Linked DNA regions of Mus musculus: regions 1 and 3 are each linked to region 2. The links are chromatin contacts, called in public HiChIP or PLAC-seq and promoter capture Hi-C maps. All regions are on one chromosome and are shown on one strand. Each heading gives the region's core, a stretch centred on a gene start, on an enhancer-like site or on the middle of the called end of the contact. The rest is flanking DNA. Distances are from core to core; before and after follow the strand shown.

Evidence for each region. Promoter capture Hi-C pulls out the DNA fragments that hold promoters and counts their contacts. HiChIP or PLAC-seq counts read pairs in DNA pulled down with a chosen protein or histone mark.
Region 1: an H3K4me3 HiChIP or PLAC-seq map of embryonic limb bud shows a contact between it and region 2, with 5 times the contacts expected there. The contact joins the enhancer-like site here to the promoter of Col3a1 in region 2. A contact is called at or near these places in 11 of 39 promoter capture datasets (the 3T3-L1 cell line, the C10 cell line, cranial neural crest and 6 more), 1 of 484 Hi-C or Micro-C datasets (uterus), 2 of 115 datasets of contacts at active chromatin or transcription factors (cardiomyocytes and embryonic limb bud) and 1 of 9 other capture datasets (embryonic stem cells).
Region 3: a contact with region 2 is called in a promoter capture Hi-C map of the 3T3-L1 cell line, with 15 times the contacts expected there. The contact joins the enhancer-like site here to the promoter of Col3a1 in region 2. A contact is called at or near these places in 17 of 39 promoter capture datasets (the 3T3-L1 cell line, 3T3-L1-derived adipocytes, the C10 cell line and 12 more), 1 of 484 Hi-C or Micro-C datasets (embryonic fibroblasts), 5 of 115 datasets of contacts at active chromatin or transcription factors (the NIH/3T3 cell line, craniofacial prominence, embryonic limb bud and 2 more) and 2 of 9 other capture datasets (adipose tissue and embryonic stem cells).

What each region holds. Positions count from the first base shown.
Region 1 is chr1:44,675,809-44,680,739 of GRCm38.p6, reverse strand. All of the region lies in intron 1 of Gulp1 (GULP, engulfment adaptor PTB domain containing 1), which reads right to left. Among named protein-coding and RNA genes, the nearest start is that of 4930521E06Rik, 67 kb to the left of the region's middle. Within about 2 kb of position 1,604, at least 41 of the 459 cell types and tissues checked have an H3K27ac peak or open chromatin away from gene starts, as enhancers often do. A contact at or near this core is called in embryonic limb bud, second pharyngeal arch cranial neural crest and uterus, where this site is marked.
Region 2 is chr1:45,308,698-45,313,359 of GRCm38.p6, reverse strand. It overlaps Col3a1 (collagen, type III, alpha 1), which reads right to left and starts at 1,822. Exons shown (of 51, transcript NM_009930.2): 1 at 1,528-1,822. The coding sequence starts at 1,612.
Region 3 is chr1:44,782,669-44,787,184 of GRCm38.p6, reverse strand. The region is part of intron 9 of Gulp1 (GULP, engulfment adaptor PTB domain containing 1); the gene reads right to left. Among named protein-coding and RNA genes, the nearest start is that of 4930521E06Rik, 40 kb to the right of the region's middle. Within about 2 kb of position 1,409, at least 5 of the 459 cell types and tissues checked have an H3K27ac peak or open chromatin away from gene starts, as enhancers often do.

The sequences.
Region 1 (4,931 bases), core at 355-2,854, 630 kb after region 2:
CCAGTGAGTACATATCATGTGTGTTCTTTTGTGACTGAGTTACCTTACTCAGGATGATATTTTCTACATCCATCTATTTTCCTGAGAATTTCATGAAGTCATTGTTTTTAGCAGGTGAGTAGTATTCCGTTGTATAAATGCACCACATTTTCTGTATCCATTCCTCTGTTGAGGGACATCTGGGTTGTTTCTATTTTCTGGATACCATCAATATGACTGCTATGAACAGAGTGTAGCATGTGTCCTTATTACATGTTGGAGCATCTTTTGGGTATATGCCCAGGAGTGGTATTGCTGGGTCCTCAGGTAGTACTGTCCAATTTTCTGAGGAACTGCCACACTGATTTCAGAGTGGTTGTAGAGCTTGCAATCCCACCAGCAATGGAGGAGTGTTCCTCTTCTCCAAATCCTCGCCAGCATCTGCTGACACCCGAGTTTTGTTCTTAGCCATTCTGACTGGTGTGAAGTGGAAATCTCAGGGTCATTTTGATTTGCGTTTCCCTCATGACTAAGGACATTGAATGTTTCTTTAGGTGCTTCTCAGTCATTTGAGTGTCCTCAGTTGAGAATTCTTTGTTTAGGATTTTAAATAGGATTATTTGGTTCTCTGGAGTCTAACTTCTTGAGTGCTTTGTATATATTGGATATTAGCCCTCTATCAGATATAGGATTGGTAGAGACCTTTTCCCAATCTGTTGGTTGCCATTTTGTCCTATTGACAGTGTCCTTCGCCTTACAGAAGCTTTGTATTCTGTTCAGGAAATTTTCCCCTATACCTATGTGTTCGAGGCTCTTCCCCATTTTCTCTTCTATTAGATTCAGTGTGCCTAGTTTTAGGTGGAGTTCCTTGATCTACTTGGACATGAGTAAAATTAGCATTTTTCAATTATCTAAAGATTGGTCCAAATACATTTTATGAGCTGGAAAATATGTATTAAATTCTTAAGCCATCAGGATACTGAAACACAGTACAGGCACCATCTCAAAGAAATCCTGTTTTGATAGAAGGAAAAAAGCACAACTCTTCTTTTAAAGAAAAACAAATACTGTGTTCTTTTACGTTTCCAATGTTATGCTTGTCCTTTCATTTTATTTTATGATCCTGCTCTCATAATGCAAACCATATGCTGCAATACCCAGCCAGAGCTCATTCCTTTAACACTGCACAAATGTGCTCACTCAGCAGACTAACATAGTGACTGAGTTCTTAAGCACGGCTTTGATCATTTTTTTTTTTTTTTTTTGCCAACACAGGCCAGGTAAAACAAAGCAACAGTGTGTCTTTCTCTGGTATATGTCAAGTTGGTGTTCGGTGGTAATTGCTAATAAAATTCAGTAGAAAACTAGCTCTTTAGAAAAAATTAAGAAATCCCCAGTTGAAATATATTATTAATAATTTAAATATCCATGGGCCTGTGTTCTAACCTAAGGAATCACTCGGCTTTGCAGGTTAACTGGCAGCTTGTTCTACATTACTAACTGAGGAATCTGCCCAACGGTGCCAGTAAACTTTAGACTTGCTTAGCGAAAGCCAGAAAGTGGGGAGGCCTGTTATTTGTGACATTTAATTATTTTCAGCTGTGAGGCAGATGGTGCCAGCTCAGAGAGCTGTACTGAGTGGCAATGACTAGGCTCCTGAAGCACAAACCTTGGTCTCTGTGGCACCCCTTGCTGTGGCCTATCAAAAACTTTCTGTACTTTATTGTCTAAGAGCAGTTACTAACAGAAAGCAGGAGCTGTCTGCTCCAATGTCCTCTTTTTCTTTTACATTACAGAAAACATTCTAAATAAATGAAACTTGAAGAAAGCAATAATGACTCATCTTGACTTACTGGGTGCAATGTTTCAATGCTGCAGAAAAATATAGAAGTGAGCATAAATATGCATAGATAATATATGTTCATGTGAGTTAAAAACAGTAGTTTAGGTAGGAAGAATTAGTTCATCATCTGACACTATACTACCTTCTTAGTAAAGGTCACTAATGGTTCCTTAGTTCAATTTTCAGCTAGAAAAAATCTCAATAGGAAGGGTTAAGCTGAGGATGAAACTTAGTAGTTCAGGTTCATGTTTACTGCCTGTGAAGTCCTCTTTTCAATTTTGGTGGTACACATCTGTAAATCCTAGCACTCTGGAGATGGAGGTGAGAAGCCCAGAAGTTCAAGAGTGTCTTTGGCTACACAGTAGGTTTGCAGGCCATACTAGCATATATTGAACTTGTATCAAAACCAGCAGCAACAACAACAAAAATTAAGTATTCTATCAATTTAGCTATGCTATACATGTGATGCTCAAATGTTATTCACCACAAACAAGCAATTGGAGGAAGGGTATAAATCATGCAGGTCAAATTATGTAAGCAGGGGGATTATAAAGACACATGAACCAGAAGTGAAAGAAGAACTCTATTCCTAAGGTGTGGCTGAAGACTCTCACCAGCTAGGAATCAGGAACGGAAACAATTAACACTTGTTCAACACCTTCCTCCTTTTCCAGCTACAAACCTTCCTTTCCTAGGAATCTTGCCAGAAACATCAATGATGTACCCTTAAGCCTTGCTGAACCTACTTGGACCTGGTTTCATCAAATTGAAATCAGATCCAAGATACCTCCATAACTACCCTATAATTTAATCATCACACAGGAAAGAGAAATAAAAGAGAAAATGGTTCCTTAAGATTTTAAAGAACAATGACATTCTAAAAGATCCATAAAGGTCTACACACACACATTATTTTGACAATGAGACCAGAATCTCCTTTGAGAAATCCACATCCATGCTCTATTGAACATCTTCTACTTTAGCTTAACTAAGTTCTAATTCTACTTCTCATTAGTTTGGTCTGAAATTCTTTTTTCTAGTGTGATCAAGAATCAGGCTTTACTCAAGCTGAGGTCCCTAAAAACTTAAGGAAAATTCTCAGGTCAGGGTGGAGGACAGCATATAGCTGTGCCCCCATACCATCTTCTGCTCTAAACTTGCATATTAACATCAACACATTATAATTAGACAAACAAATTAAGTCTGATAGAACGCTCCTAGATTCACTTTAGAAGGCAGCATGAGTTGCTAATGCTAAAACACCTGCTATCGTAGAGGAATGTAACATGTTTACAAAATACCTTTCTTAGTATTGTTCATGGTAACAGGAAAAGATGTGTGTTATACTGCACCGTCATATCTTGTACATTATTAGTGTGTATAGCCATCACCTCATACACATTAATAAGCAATCCACAGGTACGGATCATTGGGAAGACTTATTAGAACTGGCTAAAAGATAAATGTGGAGCATCAGAAAAACACATGGAAACTGATAAAGGGAAAGGCAACAAACATTTTTTTAAATATTTGAATGAATGTAAAAATGGATAAAGTCTATAATTGCCACTTGAGCTACTACTAAAAACTGCCTCTTTTAAAATTCAAGAAAATTAAAATTTCACTGAATTTTCTAATAATGTAGCAATAATACATGTAGTCTCTAATCTTACAGAATGCTTCTGATGCATTTTTCCAGGCATGACTCCAAGTCTCTGGATCCTAAGAACAGCAATGGGAATTAGTTTGCATTAGTAGAACATAGTCTCATTCGGAAAATTTGTAGCAGAAATACTACCTTTAATTTTCTAGCTTTATCATTGTGTGTCACACTCTGTGTTGTATGACTAACCAAGAAAGCAATGATGCTTCACAAGTTAGTCTTATGGTAACTATCATTTCACTTAGCATTTCAAGTCATAAGCCTAAGCTTAGGTATAGGAAATGTCTTTTAATAAATTGTGTTGTTCGCATTTTCCTTGCTTCTTCTATAAATGTGTTTGTATTTCCCATACACACTTTGAATTTCTAGTGAGAGCCTCTTCAATGCATCTACATCTGTTGTTCACTAAAAAAAATTGTGTAGAGTGAATAATTGAGTTGTAGATATAGTTGTTATAGCAGAATGAAATTTAGTATCCAGCAATATCAGGATATTGAAGAATTATAAAAGTAGCAACACAAAAATTAGGTAAAAAATTTTTAAGATCTGTTTAGAAATTATTTCATATCCTATTATTCCTGTCATTCATTGTTACACTAGACCCCTAAAAGGACTGTAAAATTAAATCTTTGATGGATAGCACAGATTGGGATACTCTTAGTAAAATGTATCTATATCCTAGCAGATAATATAGAGAACCTTTTATGTCTTGGAAGATACAAAAATGGAATTTCAGTTACAAAATTACCTGCTTGTGATGTTCACAGTACTGTTCCAGACATTTTTTTAGCAGACCAAAACAGTTATGTGCTAGTTATGCAATATGTCTGGGTTGTACACAAATTCCAATCATGTAGAGTAGTCATAGATAGCTGCCATAACACTGAGGGAAGGTGGGTCTAGAAATCAAAAGTCACTCTTTTGTGGCTAACTCCGGAGTTAGCTTTTACAATCAAAACACTTTGGCCATGAATTGTCAATACAATATATGTTATTCCAGTAGTAATGAAGATTCTGTTATCCTTTTAATCTTTAAATTGATGGATTAAAACATATGTAATTATCATTCATAATATATTTTACAAAATCTACCCTATGGTTTGACTAGTCTTTGTTTTTGTTTGTTTCTTTGTTTCTTTTCATGAGACTTTACAACCACCCTTAGAATTTTTCAAGAAAATAATATATTGTTAATTATAATCACTGTGCTGGAAAATAGGCCTAGAGCTTCTGGTCCAATCTACCTGACATTTGTACTATTGAAAAATCATTTTAGTTTGCAAGACAGGAAGATCAGCTGCTGGTGTAGCACCTCAGGGACACACCAGGACCTGGATGGAGACAGTAAAGATCAACAAACAGAACAATGAGAGAATTAGTCTCAGAAGCTGGCCTATGCACTAGAGAAGAAGGCAGAATGCCATTTAATTAAACTGTCCCATGTGC
Region 2 (4,662 bases), core at 573-3,072:
TGCTAAGGAATTAACATTTCTTTGGATCATGTCTCCTATTAATAGGGAAGGCTTGGGGTTGTTTCATCTTCCAGGAGGGCAGGATGTGAAGAGAAAGTGAAAAAAGAAAGCTAAAAAGGAATTGACTATCCAAAGAAAAGAAAATGTAAGATGAGCTGGGGAGGAGAGAGGATGAAAATAAAGATGGGAAGCAGAGAGTGAGTCACTGAGAACAGGGAGGGGTGAGGACTGGGGTGGGGGGAGGGAGGTGGATAAGCCTAGGATGGGGGAGGGGTGATGAGTGAGGAAGGAAAATTGGGAGGGGAGTTCCTAAGGAGCCAAAAGGGGTGGAGAGATAAGGAGGGGGGAAAGATGGAGGGGGATGGAAGGGTGGGTTAAGGGGAACAGAATTAAGAAACAAGCAATCTGGGAGCTCCTTCTCTGTGTATCTGTGGACTGAACATACAGAAATATAAAGTGTCTCCTTCCCTTACTCTTGCATAGATAACTTCTGAAACTAGTGAAGACACTGCACACAGTGGAAAAACGAATGCTCATGAAGCATTTGCTAAAACTAAAGGTTTAAATACCAACGTGTTTGATTATGTATGAAAAGAACTGCTAGCAACTTCTTTTAGCCACAGATAAGATTTACATCAACACAATTATTTTGAAAAAAGTGTGCACCCCAAATTTTCATGATGACAAGGAACATATGCATTTTTAAAAGTATTTAAGTAAATAATGAGACAGTTGCTTTTAATTTGGGGCACAAGAAAATAAAGATCATTACATTTGGCTACCAAAACTATTTCAAGTCTGCCTTTTTGAGCAAAACTTGTATCTTTACCTTGTTTGGAGGAAAGCAAAAATATTCCTGTTAAATTATGTTATCTTCAGTAATGGAAATCCAGCTAAACAGAACATAAAACAACTTTTGGCAAACTCTGAGCACATTGAATGTGTGCAATCATGGAATGCAATAAAAACAGAAACAATGACACGTTTTTGCAGCCTGGGCTCATTTCTGGAAGGTCCATAGATAGTCCACATTTATAGTTTTACAGAAATACATAAGGGATTCTATTTATTTTCTAGTATCTTCTTAAGGGTTATTCATTTCAGAGACATTTCTAGTGCATTCTTTTGAAAAACATGGCTAAATATCCTATCTTTGTAAAGAGAGCAGTGTACAAAGGAGAACATGAAATTATTACAAGAGACCAATAAATTCCAGATGGCCTGGGAGCATGCCAAGATGTTCACAATGCAGGAGGGGAGTACTTTAAAACATTTTTTAAAAGGTGAACATGAAATCAAGTTAATTTAAGAACAGTTTTTACCTTAAACAACTAGAGAATATTATACATGTACATTAACTTTTAAAAAAATCAAATATAGAAAACAAAATTAAGGTTAACAAAACATTCCACAGTCAGAGGCTAGACAGGAAATTCTTAGGAGGCTGATTTTCCCACTATCTTACCCTTTGTAAGAAGTTAAGGCAAAATTAACCCAGAAAGCCTGTTCAAATCGGTACCTACTTACCTACGTTGGACTGCTGTGCCAAAATAAGAGTGGGATGAAGAAGGGTGAGAAGAAACCAGGTTCCACTTTGCACAAAGCTCATCATGTCTAAATATCAGACATGAGACTCTTTGTGCAAAAGAGGAGAGAGGAAGAAGCAGCTCAGAGTAGCACCATCAGTTGTCCCTGCCCTTCAGCACCGGGCCCGTCATAAAACTCAGCCGCTCGCTTCCCTCTGCTCTGGCCTTAAATAGGAAAAAGTTTGGCTTCCCTCACTTTCCAGCCCCTTTCTGAAATATGAGAGCAGAACCCATCCCCTCAGCAGTAAAAGCAATGATTAATATATTTTTCCCTGTGTGTAGAGGACACAACCCACAGACACAGAAACAGCACATCTGGAGCATGTGTACATCAGCCTATGCATATGTTTATAACATGCATTAGTCTTAAATACATATTTGCATGACAGAAACACATAGGAATGTGCTTTGTGATAGCCTACAACAATTGTTTGTGTGTTTTTAAATTTCCCTCTGAAACAGTAAAAACTGTCTGAATTTGAAAAAGTGTTTTGACTCCCATTCTCCGGCATGGTCATTTTGTAAATTTTATCTTTCTAGAAGACTCTGATACTTTGAGTTTTGCCAGAGTCCATCCTGACTCAATTTTAACAGGAAACTGTAAGAGACTATAAAGGAAAATCCTCTGAAGGCCCTGAACTCACCACCCACTCTGCATTCCAAATGTTAGACTGGAGGCAATTGTCACAAAACTGTCTTTGAGCTATGTTTGAAGAGATATTGAGACTCTTATCTGTTACTGTTCCCCTTGCTCTATTTCTCACGAATTTCTTTAGCAACCCTGACTGCTTCCTTGTAAAATTTCCAGTTTATGTGTTACTAAAGAAATCAGAACAGGCATTACTAAAGAGAAAAAAAAGCAATCAAACTTTTCAAGTCTTGTCCTTGTAAGAAACTACAAAAGAGAAAGTTCAAAGTGTGGAATAGAATTTCTAATTTCTAATGTAATAATTACTACAAATATGTCTACATCAGTATTTTCTATGTTTCTGTTCCAAGACCTCATCTGAAGAGTTTTCTATGTATTTCTAGATCTAGTTGAGGAATAAATACCACTATATCTCTGATTAAATCTCTGTAGAAAAAATGTACTTGTTACCCTTATTATGATGACCAACTTATATCTTGATACCCTATCCTTCACTTCCTTATTCCTTCATTTATCTTTAAAAATCAATCGTGGGCATTTTGATCCTAATCATGGCCATGTGCATTTATTTCTTTAGTCTTAACCTCATAGAAATATTCCCTTTTTGTGCATGCACACTTAAAAATTTACCCCATTATATCAATTCATGTTATTTCTTAATGATCCAGCTCAAAACTTCCCTCTTTAGGAAAACCATCTCATTTAGAATTATTTTTTATATATAATTTTCTCTTTCCTAATATATAATACTATTTTTAAAAATCTGTTTTTATAGACATCAATGCTATAAGCATGGATAATGCTATGTCTTCCTCCATGTGTCCCTGCTCACAGAGAGCCCACACTGAGATGTTCAAGGAAGAAAAGTGATGTCTTTTGGCGACAAGAAGCAATAAAATAGGACAAAAATCCACCCCCTGTGCATCTTCTGATTTCAGATTGGAGAAGAGCTGCCAGAAGAGGCAGGGAATAGAACTTCTGAGATTGGCTGGGCTCGGGTTAAAGTGAAGAAATTGAGGACCGACATGTATGTGTCTTTCTATTAATAGTCTTCATCCTTTACCTCAAAGTTTTTGTCTGTTCAAACCATGTTAGAAACATAAGTTTTTCATATATTTGCAGTATACAAAAACCAGTGCTAATACATATAAGTACATCTCTCTTTACTCTAAATGGAAAATGCAAACATTGAGATTTATTGAAAATTGTCAGTAGAATTATTTTTCTGAGTGAAAAAACGTAATGCTACTTTGTACTAATTAAAAATTTTGTATGCACTATTTCATCAACGCTATGCATAATTCCTGTCACATTCTTTAAGTTTATAAAACTTCTTAAAGTAGCATTTTTGCATAAGAAAAAGATTCCTGATTGATATACTCACTACAGACATATGGCTGATGTTTTTGCAGATCTAGGCATTGTTCCATTTTAAGGCTTTGGGGGAGACCTGGAGAACTAATCCTCCAGATTGCATGATTTATCATGCTTCTCTACTTTGAGTGTGTTTGGAAGTTCTGCTTCACAAGCCTTTGTGTTCTATGTCCTAGAGCTTTGGTTTCCTCATATCCAAATGCTTCATAGTGCAGTGTCCAGATGGGTGTCGATCTGAGTGAGCTATTGTTACAATGGCTGAAACATGTGTCCTGGGAAACCATATCAGGCAAAGCCAGCACTGTTGTGACCTACACAAATTGCTTCCTATATACTTGTCACTTTTCTGATATGAACAAGATGCATTGAAAAAGTTAGTTTCTTATTTACATCTGGAAACTTGTCAAAAATATAAGTTTCTACACCAGCTAAGTCAGTGCTCAATTTGTCTCTGGGCAAGAATGGCTGGAAAGATGACTCAAAGCAAGGGTGTGGCAGGTTATCAACCAAGAATTCAAGTCTTCAGTGGAAAGCTGTGCTTGGGGGAGATGCTGTAAGCCCAGCTGTGATGAACTTTGCACGCTAAGGAATGTCAGCAGTGTTCTCAGCAACGGATTGCAATAAGAAAATCAATTGTTTCCATCCTTCAAAACACATGAAACTCAAGTTTCCTGTCCCTTCTTCTCTGTCTCTCACCCTCTGTTCTCCCTCCACTCTTTGTCTCTTTCTCTTTTCCTCTGCCCATGACTTTCTGTTCTTTCCTTTTCTTCCACCTCCTTTGTCTTAAGTTTCATTTGTGACAATAAATGAGTAAATATTTTAATCATATATTATCTTTGTGAGGCAAACTATATGTAGATCATATACATACTATATTTATATCACTTCTACTCCAAACTCCTGCCCCTAAATGCCTTCTGTGTGTTGTCACTCCTTTTTTGTTTCATGACGTTGTATACTTTATTTATTTATTTTTATAGTCAGTTTGGAAATTTTGAATCACCATAAGACCCTTTAAAATACACCTGAGATGTCAGTCATGAAATATACAGA
Region 3 (4,516 bases), core at 160-2,659, 530 kb after region 2:
TCCCAGATCACATACTTTTCAGAATATATTGGCACAGACCCATGCAATGGCTTCTCTAGGTCTCCATGAAGGAACACCCTAACACATGCCTGCTCTCAACAGCTTTCCTTAGCCATGGAGGGAGAATCCAAAACTTCTTTCTTCTATCCTTGACTCTAAAGACAAAACCATGTGGCCAAATCTGCCAAGTTCTGTTGCTGGCTGGGGCCGGAACATAGCCCCATATTCAATGATATCTTCACCAGTTCTCTCTCTCTCTCTCTCTCTCTCTCTCTCTCTCTCTCTGTGTGTGTGTGTGTGTGTGTGTGTGTGTGTGTGTGTGTGTGTGTGTGTGTGTGATGGATTCCTTTATTTCCTAAGCTTGGTTGCCTGAGAACTTGCTCTATAGGCTACACTGGCCTTGAACTCAGCTCTTTGCCTGCCTTTGTCTCTGCAATGGTTGCATTAGAGGTATGTGCACCACCACACATGACTCTAAGAGTTTCTTTCATTTCTTCTGACATGTTGAAAGCTTAGCTGAGTGTGGTCTTGCCCTGAGTTCACCACTCCTTTTATTGCACTTAGCATGAGGCTTTTCTTCAATCTCCTTGATTTATCTCCTTGAACACAGGATTTAGATCCATTCCAATTCATGATGCCCCTTTTCTTCTTGAACTATGCATTTTTTTATTTCTCTTTAAGCAGCTTTCTCCTTCTCATTAGAGCTTCATAAGAGTGAACAGTAGTAACCACATGACAGAAACAGTACTAAGATGTTCTGAAAATTTTCTGCAACACAACTAATTCAGAACTTTTCAATTTAGCCTGAGATAAAGTTTTCAGACAAGGCCAAAAAGCAGCCACATTCTTCACCAAAATATTACAGGAATAGTCACTAGACTTCATATTAACACAGTGCTTTTCTGAAGCCTCTTGATCCCGCCACCCACAAATCAACTCAGCACTACTGTCTTCCATGTTTCTATTAGGAAAGCCCATTAAGACCTATTTAAAGCATACAACTGTTTTTCTAATAAAAAATTCCAATCTCCACATGCTTCCAAACAAAAGCATAGTCATGCCTATCACAGAAGTACCTCAGTCCCTGCTACCAACATCTGTCTTGGTTATAGTTTTATTTTTGTGGAAAAAAAAAACCACCATGAATGTGGCAACTCCTACAAAGGAAAACATTTAATTGGGGTTGGCTTACAGCTGAAAGGTTTGGTCATTATTGTCATAGAAGATATGCAGGTTGACATGGTCTTGGAAAGGTAGCTCAAAGTTTTACATCTTGATCTCCAGGCAGTAGGAAGTGACTATGTGCCACACTGGGCATAGATTCAAAGTCTGCCTCCATAGTGACACACTCCTAAACAATGCTATACCTACTTCAACAAGGCCTTATCTCCTAATAGTGCTATTCCCTATGGGCCAAGCATTCAGACAGCAGTCTATGTGGACCATTCCTATTTAAACCACAACACTAAAGTTCTTGTTTGATAATCAGACCTTTATATAAAGATGCTATTGCTGAAGAAATTACACACTTGGATCACATGACATGGAGAAATCAAGTTGGCACTGACAAGGAAGCTTTAGTCAAGCTGGCTAGCTTTCATACTTCCATGGCTATTTAGACTTGGCTACTAAGAAAAAAAAAACATTATTAACAGTCTTATCCCGTTGTGAATTCTCTGAACTGTGATAATGATTGATGTGGTAAGATATAGTCATGAATTCAATAGTGCAATAATTGTTATGATGGTAACTAACTGCTTTTAGATTGAATTTAAGGACTGGTCCATAGGAGAAAGAAAAACATATCTGGTTCTATTAATCCAACTAAGAACCCATGATTGAAGAGATCACACGCCCCAAATTGAAACTACTATTATTCTACCAAAATGACCAAACACTAAACTGCCTTCTAAATTCAGATTTCTATGCCTGTAGATTAGTGTAACTTTCATACTTCATAAAGAAGCTTCTTTGTACAATATATGGTGATGCAAAATCTCACAACTGATCAAAGTGTAGAGAAGAAACATTGTTGAAGTACTCATCCACAAATGAGGTATCTAAATGATTCATCCCTTAAAGTTCGGAAGAATTTTGGAAGAGGAGATAGAAAGACTGTCCATAGATTAGGAAGGAGTGGGACAAAGCAGTGTCATGCAGATAGGATGGAATCACTGTACTCATAAACTCCCATTGGCTGGGATGTTCTGCTCAACATCAAGCAAGTTAACATTTCAGCATGGAGAAGAAAGGTCGTCAAGAGCTTCTGACTTCTAGTTGAGGAATTATTTATATATGTTGACTTCTAGGTATGTAAGAGCCAGTTTTTTTATAGGGCGTATCTTCTATGAATGGACCCACACTTCTCAGAGCAACACAAATTTGGCTGGACGAATTATATGAATAGGAGGAGGAGGCCATGAAGTTGAGAAAAGTTAGGGAGTTGAAAGAACTTTGTTTCCTTCTACTTATCCTACTCTGCTGATGAAGGATAGCCTTATCTGTGGGTATAAGAACAAGTGCTTATAGATTGCTGTTAGGGTTTATTCTGGTTTTGAAATTTAATAATTGTAGATTTTCCTACAATAGCCAAGACTTCATCAGCAGAGTAGTTTGTTAGGTTTCAAAACTTTTCTTTACAACAGAAAACCACTCAGACCATAGAATTTTGGAGTCCAGTCCCAGTGGATACACCTATGAGAGACACTCTTACTTTCACTCCCAAGGCTCAGGGAACATTGCAGAACAGGGGACAGAAACATTGAAAGAGCGAAAAAACAAAAACAAAAAACACAACAAACAAACAAACAAAACAACAATAACAACAAAACCAAGCAACCAAGCAACAAAACAAACAAAAGAACTTTGTTTCCTTCTACTTATTGATAATTAAGCCTTATGTTTGGATACAGGCTGGTATCACCTCCTTTAGACACACAGCAGGTATTACAATAGTTGGATTGCATGGTAGTACTTTGTTTTAGCTTTTAGCTTTTTGAAAAATCTCTATTGTTTTTTTTAAATCTGTATTGGTTTGTCTTCCTAGTCTTTGTAATATGTACAAGGATCCCTTCTCTAATATCTGAAAGGAGCCTCCCTTCAGGAAATGCCTTCATGAGATCCAGCTGTAAGGCATTTTCTCAATTAGTGATCAAGGGTGGGAGTACCATTGGGTCATGCCTCCCTGGGCTAGTAGTCGTGTGTTTTATATATGTGTGTGTGTGTGTGTGTGTGTGTGTGTGTGTGTGTGTGTGTGTGTGTGTGTAATTGTATCATATATATATATATATATATGTATACATATAAAATTGTCATTCATGTGAGGTAAAATCTCATTTGGCATTGATACATATTTATCTAAGTAATACTGCTCTTGAGCATTTTTCTCATGTACCCAGCCAATAATGTTGAACTATCTTCTTGTATGGTATATCTGCTGCCTGTGGGTTTTTTTTTTTTTTTCTGGGTGCATTCTTTTTTTTTTTTTCATTAAATTATTATTTTTTATTAGGTATTTAGCTCCTTTACATTTCCAATGCTATACCAAAAGTCCCCCATACCCACCCACCCCCACTCCCCTACCCGCCCACTTCCCCTTTTTGGCCCTGGCGTTCCCCTGTTCTGGGGCATATAAAGTTTGCGTGTCCAATGGGCCTCTCTTTCCAGTGATGGCCGACTAGGCCATCTTTTGATACATATGCAGCTAGAGTCAAGAGCTCCGGGGTACTGGTTAGTTCATAATGTTGATCCACCTATAGGGTTGCAGATCCCTTTAGCTCCTTGGGTACTTTCTCTAGCTCCTCCATTGGGAGCCCTGTGATCCATCCATTAGCTGACTGTGAGCATCCACTTCTGTGTTTGCTAGGCCCCGGCATAGTCTCGCAAGAGACAGCTACATCTGGGTCCTTTCGATAAAATCTTGCTAGTGTATGCAATGGTGTCAGCGTTTGGATGCTGATTATGGGGTGGATCCCTGGATATGGCAGTCTCTACATGGTCCATCCTTTCATCTCAGCTCCAAACTTTGTCTCTGTAACTCCTTCCAAGGGTGTTTTGTTCCCACTTCTAAGGAGGGGCATAGTGTCCACACTTCATTCTTAATTTTTCTTGAGTTTCATGTGTTTAGGAAATTGTATCTTATATCTTGGGTATCCTAGGTTTTGGGCTAATATCCACTTATCAGTGAGTACATATTGTGTGAGTTCCTTTGTGAATGTGTAACCTCACTCAGGATGATGCCCTCCAGGTCCATCCATTTGGCTAGGAATTTCATAAAGTCATTCTTTTTAATAGCTGAGTAGTACTCCATTGTGTAGATGTACCACATTTTCTGTATCCATTCCTCTGTTGAGGGGCATCTGGGTTCTTTCCAGTTTCTGGCTATTATAAATAAGGCTGCTATGAACATAGTGGAGCATGTGTCCTTCTTACCAGTTGGGGCATCTTCTGGATATATACCCAGGAGAGGTATTGCTGGATCCTCCGGTAGTACTATGTCCAATTTTCTGAGGAACCG